2 separate regions of the Sus scrofa genome follow, and region 1 is linked to region 2. Evidence: chromatin contacts called from public HiChIP or PLAC-seq data. All regions are on one chromosome and are shown on one strand. The core of a region is the stretch at or near the end of the contact, and the rest is flanking DNA. Distances in the headings are between cores, read along the strand shown. Region 1 overlaps MEGF10 (multiple epidermal growth factor-like domains protein 10). Region 2 overlaps LMNB1 (lamin-B1).

Region 1 (3,311 bases), core at 389-2,888, 400 kb before region 2:
CACCCCAAGCATTAGCATGAAGTGGGTGTTTAATAGCAGTCTGGCATTCACTGCACATTTTACATCAAGCAAAAACTGGGCAACCCCCTGAGGGTGCCCAGCACTGAGATACCCAGGTTGGGGGAGGTGGCGGGCTCACTCCACATGGAGAACAGCCACAGTGAGCATCTCAATGCTGCATGATGCAGCCACAATTAAGAAGAGGCTGCTGGGGGAACAGAGCAGTACAGTCTCACCTAGTAGTAAACCAGCCAACCTCACAGCTCTAACCTAGGTGGCATTAAGGGGGAATCTGGGGCACACCCTGGTCATCTACTCATCATCCGCTTTGGAAAGTACTTACTGCACAACATCCCTGTAAATTCGTCTCTCACAATGTATGGTGAAAAATCCACAAGCCATATTCCCTAAGGATGGAAGTGCAACTGTGGGGAGTAGTGTGCCTTTTAAGGTCTGGTCTCCAGCTTCACAGTTCAAAATCTACTAGGGAGGATGATTATAAATAAAATATAATTCTTTGCCAATGGATCAATGTAGAAAGAAATTGCCAGAGTTTTAAGAGGAGAGAAAAATCACTGTGAGCAGGATGACTTATGAAAAGGTCAAACTTGAAAAGAAGTTTTCAAAAGGAAAAGAACTAGAAATCTGAGTGACTACCTCATGCCTCACCCCTCACATATGTAATCTCATTGGCTGCGATTAAATGTTTTGCCTGAAATCAGACAATTAACACAGAGCGAGTTTGACCATGGCCTGCTGGTGACTATGATGTCTCAGTCTGTCCTCAGCATCACATCTGGATTAAAGGAAGTCTTTGGGTGAACGAACATCATTGGGAGGGGCCATGAGGCAGAGAGATAAGTGGGAGCCAGGCCTTGGGGGTGGAGAGCAGGAGGTCTTGTAAGGAATCCTGAGACATGGTGTTTACTAGCACCATGCTTACTAAGAAGGTAGAGCTTCTTGGTGAAGGGCCTTGAGCACGAGGCTAAGGATTCCAGATGATTTTATCCTGCCTGCAGTGGGATATGCTTAAGCCTTTGAGCAGGATGCATTATTTGATGAAGAGGTGTTTTGGAGATTAACACACAGCAGGTGTTCAAAATCCAACCAAGGAAACAGCCTCATCTCTTGGAGGCAAAGAGAGGTTAGTGCGTTCAGAGGTGGGGTGTCTCTGCCTGTCCCAGGGTGGCAGTATAAGGAATGGGAAGTAAATCAGAAACCAATGAAAGAAAGAATTGCAGGATTGGGAGAAATAATAGAAAATACAGCTGATATTAGGGAGAACTGTTTTGAGCTTAAACGATTATGAATCCCAGATACATTTTCGCGGTTCAGTCTCTTTTTATCTCCTACTGGGAAAAAACATACATCTCTTTTTTATTAGAAAAAGAAACAAACACTACTCATTCCATAATTTAGCAAATAAAATTATATTTCTTTTCCTAAACTTCTGACATCTTAATATTCCTCAGTAACATTCCTACCTATTCTTTCAAAAATGAAGTCCTAATTTTTTTGGTCTTTCCAACAACAACCAAAAAAAAAAACCCCTTTGATCCTTTTTATAAGATGTCCTCTTTCTTCCCCTTTTTCAACAACTGTGCTTTGGCAGCCCTAATTACACCCTATTGTTATAGCCAGCCTCCAGGATGACCTCCGATGAACTCTGTCTTGTATAAACCCTTCTCATAGTGAATAGACTTGTGTAACCAGTAGGATTTTGCACAAATGAGAGTAAAATTTTCAAGCCTAGGTCATCAAAGGCATTACAGTTTCTATATTACTTTTTGGATCACCATTCTGCAGGAAGCAGTTGTCATGTTATTAGGACACTGAAGCAGCCCTATGGAGAGATCAATCTAGTGAGGAACTGAAGTTTCCTTGTGATGCAGCAGGTGTTGTCACTGCAGTGGCTTGGGTCACTGCTGTGGCTTGGGTTCGATCCCTAGCCCAGGGAATTTACACAGGCATCGAGCGAGCGCAGCCAAAAAGGAACAAACAAACATAGTGAGGAACTGAGGCCTCCTGCTAACAGCCATGTGACTGGGTTCTCCCGCCTCTGTCAAACCTTCAAATGACTGTAGCCCCTGCTGCATACTGCATCATGAGACCCGAGCCAGAATCACCAACTAAGCTTCTCCCAAATTCCTGACCCACATAAACTGTGAGGTGATAAATGTTTGTTGTTTTAAGTTACTAAGTTTATTTTTTGTCTTAATAAACCCATTTTTATTTCAACCTCTCATGTTCATGATAATCAAGTTGTTACAGTCATTTGCACATCGAAAGAAACAAAATATAGGTTTAGTCCCTCTGAATTGGAAAATGTTTTCCTTTGTTTCCACTCAAATACTTAGTAGGGGGAATAAGGAAGTCTGCAGCTCAATGATTAAATACATGGAAAAACAGTAGGAATGCAACTTTTCCCCTGACCTAAGCCACTATATTTTGAGGTAATTTGTTACACAGAAATAGATACTGAATGTACTTATGTTTTATTATCCATACCAAAAACATTTGACTTCCAAAACAGCACTCAGTAACGCCCACCATTTAGCATCACCTTCAGTATCAGTTGTGCACCTGCAATGCTTCTGAAATCTTTCCTAACTCCTGGCAAGAGCCCATCATCTTCTAATTACAGTTTGACTCATTTTGTCCCTAGAGGCAAAACCTCATAATGCCTGTGTTTTAAGGTGCATCTGCTACTTTTCCCCACAAAGCACTGTCCCAGATTATCCCGTCATTTATCCTTAACTATTTAACATCTGACTATCGGAAGAATTGACCCGCCCCACAATAACCTGCAGAGTTCATCAAATGGTCCATGCAATGTCATTGATAAAAATATTAAATGGATGGACTCTAGACTCTTCCCTAAATTAATTTTTCATCTACAAATAAATGTGCCTTTAATTTTCTTGCATCTGAACTGGTTTTCTATGATTATCTTTGATTAGGTAATATACAAAATTTAATTGTTTCATTTGTTAACTTTTTATTTTGAAGTTATTTTAAATTTATTTGCAAGCTGCAAAAATAGAACAAAGAGTGCCCTTCACCCAGATTCATCAGTTGCTAACACTTTGCCACATTTACTTCATCACTCCCGACCTACATACACATATATAGGCAATTTATACATATTTTTTAGCCATTTGAGAGTAATTTGTACATATAAAATACTTGTAAATACTTCAATTTACATTTCCAAAAATAAGAATGTCCACTTATATAATCAAAGTCCAACTCTCTAAGTGAGGGAAATTTACCATTGATGCTATAGTACCATCTAATCAATACACCTAATT
Region 2 (3,094 bases), core at 446-2,945:
CAGTGGTTAACGAACCCAGCTAGGATCCATAGGTCGAGGGTTCTATCTCTGGCCTTGGTCAGTGGGTTAACAGATCCAGCATTGCCGTGAACTGTGGTGTAGGTCGCAGACACGGCTTGGATCCTGCATTGCTGTGGCTGTGGTGTAGGCCAGCAGCTGCAGCTCCGATTTGACCCCTGGCCTGGGAACCTTCATATGCCACAGGTGTGGCCCTAAAACAAACAAACAAACAAACAGTAAAACTGAAACAATACTTTTCTCCCCTAAAAATATTACTAAAGTTAAAAAAAGACAGTAAATTAATATTAAAACAGCTTTTTTTATTTGTTAATGTCACATAAGAAATTTAAGCAAGTTATGCTATTTTAAAAAACACAACTAATGCATTTTAGGAGAAACCCTTCCCTCCCCCCTCACCCCTCCCGTTCCCCTCGTGAATTAAGAATCTACGAGAAGTAACCATAAAACAAAGTTTTGTGGAATCCTTCATCCAGAGTGCTTACATGATGATTAGATTAATATTGCCTTCTTACAAAATTTCTCTTTTCTATTTTAAAAAAAAATTTTTGTAGCCTTGATTGTTTTTACAAAAAAATTCAGTACAAAAGTTCGATATATTGAAAAATGCTTTTCTCCTCGTCACAGCACCGTTATATATAGCAGAGAATAATCAAGAGCAGATTGCTAATCTAGATGCAGCAATCTCAAATTATACCCAGACACACAGTGGTTTATTTACCCTCCCCTCCCCTTCTCGTAAGAACTTAAAAAAAAGCACACATACAAAAAACATGTCAAAAATTTGAGGGACCTTTTCCAAACAGTACACAGTTAGTTCAGTGTCGACAGTTCACATCTTGCAACAAAGTGTACGGATATGATTTCTTTTACAAAACTTTCAGTGTCAAAAAAGGAAATTAAGGCCATCAGATTCGCAGCTTAAAAATTCACATAAAGGAAATATAAAAATATTCTGTGCTTCTGAGAAGGCTCTGCACTGCATGTAGGTAAGGATTACCCTACTTCTTTATTTGGAGGAAGACAGTCGACTTGAGAAGTTTACATAATCGCACAGCTTCTATTGGAACCTCTGGGGGCTCCCTGATGAGGAAAACAGAGAGAACCATTAGTGCGAAGGAGAAAACGGATCACAGCATTTCAAAATAAGGCAGAGATACGACAAGTTCAGCAGTACTGAGCTTCGCGCGGACCTTTATTACTTCTCACTTACCCTTTTTTAACCTTCTCTCTCGGACGTCTTCCCTAGACGGCATCAACACCGTCCCAGACAGTGATTCTCTACTGTAGCTGCACATTCACACCCGGGGGAGCTTTGAAAAAAATCCTGACCTAGGTCCCTAGATCAATTACACCAGAATTCCTCATTCGACTGGAGAAGAGTATTTCTTTATGTGTGATTTTAAAGCTCCCTAAGTAATTCTAACATGCAGCTGAAGCAGAAAACTGCTATTCAGTAACCTCCGTTTCTAACTAGGAAACAGGAGACGAGTGAACAGCATTCTGAACAACCACATCAGAGGAGACGGCTGCGTGGATGGGCAGCTGGCTGATCCCGAAGCATGTGCCCTGGGTTCATTCTCAGATGTGAAGTCAAAGTGGCTCCCTCTATCCACTTCTTTATCACTCACTGATTCCTTAAAATCTCGCAATATGACTGTGACTCACCACTTGACTAAACTGAAATTGGTTTCTTAAAGGTCAACCAAAAAACCGTCTCATTAGTGTGAAAGGCCAATGGAGTCACTCTCTAACGTGACGTCAAAATAGCTGATCCACCCTCCATCTCCCCTGTTTTGAGCCTTGCTATCATTATCGTACCTGATCACAAAAGCTAAAACCTCACACACCTCTGATTTCTTTTTCCTTCTCTAACCCTCAAGTTCAGCCACTATGCCTTCGTGAATCTCTATCTGTATCGGCCCTCAGTCTCTACAATCTCCCTTCTAGAGGTAGTCGCCCTGATACTGCCCACCTTCTCCTTTGCTCCAAAGTGTGCAAAGCTACTTGCCTAGGCGTTCCAGACTCTCTCACACACACCCTACGACACAACTAGGCGGACAGATATACCCAATGCTCAAGTTGTGACATACTGCCTGGGATGAATTAAAAGATCATCATAAATTCTTTTCCGCTCCTCGCTCCCCTGGAACTGGAGCTGGCCTATGACTTACTCCAAGAGAAGAGAGGCCTTTAAGAGATCTAATGCTCTCCATTTTCATCAATGGAAGCCAGCAAAACAAAGGTTGGGCTAAACTACCAAATGGTGAGAAACCACAAAGAAACAGACATGGAGAACATTCTAGCCCCAACCAAGCTTCCAGCTATGTGCAGCTGCATGACTGAACTCACCCTCCATGGTGGGGAACAAAAGAACTGCCTAGCTAAGCCCAGTCAAACCACAGAATCACAGGGATTATAATTCATTGTTTTAAGCCCCCCGAGTTTTAAGGTGGTCTCTTAATGTACTAACAGATAATCTGAGTATCAACAGAATACCAATATCTGCCTTTTGATACCCAAATAACTGCTGGTCCTTCAAAATACTGGAGGAGCCTATTTCCCAGAGATCTTCTCAACTATTCTAGTGACCTAAAGAGCTTTCTCTAGCATCCGACTGCTACAACTCATGCTCTGAGCCACTAGTCTGGCACCCTGAGATATCTCTTATATTGTTATTTTATATCCAGTCATATAATGCTCCCCATAAGGGCAGGAAATGGATCTTCTGTCTGTTTCTTGTTAAAGCCAAGTGTAAAATATTTGTTCTTAAATATCCCTCCAACATGAATAAAGAAGTATCTGTGCCAAAACCTTACTGCAGCATAACCCACCCTCAAGTAGTTCTCGACTCTGGAGGCTGAACGCATAAAAGAATGTTTATTTGGAGTAGGACTGGGGCTAATTAAGCAAAACCAACAGATTTATAACTTTGGAGTTATGGAGATGAAGTCTTATAGGATAAGGGTAGGAATTTTGATGAATGATCAGACTTAAACAGTTGAGAATATAAACTGAAGGCTCATTACTTATTAATAATTCCAATATAATTAATTAAAATCAAATTTGGAGTTTC

What was found. HiChIP or PLAC-seq counts read pairs in DNA pulled down with a chosen protein or histone mark.
Region 1: a contact with region 2 is called in an H3K27ac HiChIP or PLAC-seq map of alveolar macrophages. The contact joins two enhancer-like sites. A contact is called at or near these places in 6 of 47 Hi-C or Micro-C datasets (embryonic fibroblasts, heart right ventricle, mesenteric adipose tissue and 3 more) and 2 of 2 datasets of contacts at active chromatin or transcription factors (alveolar macrophages and skeletal muscle).

The regions. Positions count from the first base shown.
Region 1 is chr2:130,256,993-130,260,303 of Sscrofa11.1, reverse strand. The region is part of intron 1 of MEGF10 (multiple epidermal growth factor-like domains protein 10); the gene reads right to left. Among named protein-coding and RNA genes, the nearest start is that of MEGF10, 32 kb to the right of the region's middle. Within about 2 kb of position 1,638, at least 5 of the 83 cell types and tissues checked have an H3K27ac peak or open chromatin away from gene starts, as enhancers often do. A contact at or near this core is called in alveolar macrophages, where this site is marked.
Region 2 is chr2:129,859,417-129,862,510 of Sscrofa11.1, reverse strand. LMNB1 (lamin-B1) reads right to left here. Exons shown (of 11, transcript XM_003123882.5): 11 at 300-1,101. The coding sequence ends at 1,060. Among named protein-coding and RNA genes, the nearest start is that of LMNB1, 54 kb to the right of the region's middle. Within about 2 kb of position 1,695, at least 4 of the 83 cell types and tissues checked have an H3K27ac peak or open chromatin away from gene starts, as enhancers often do. A contact at or near this core is called in alveolar macrophages, where this site is marked.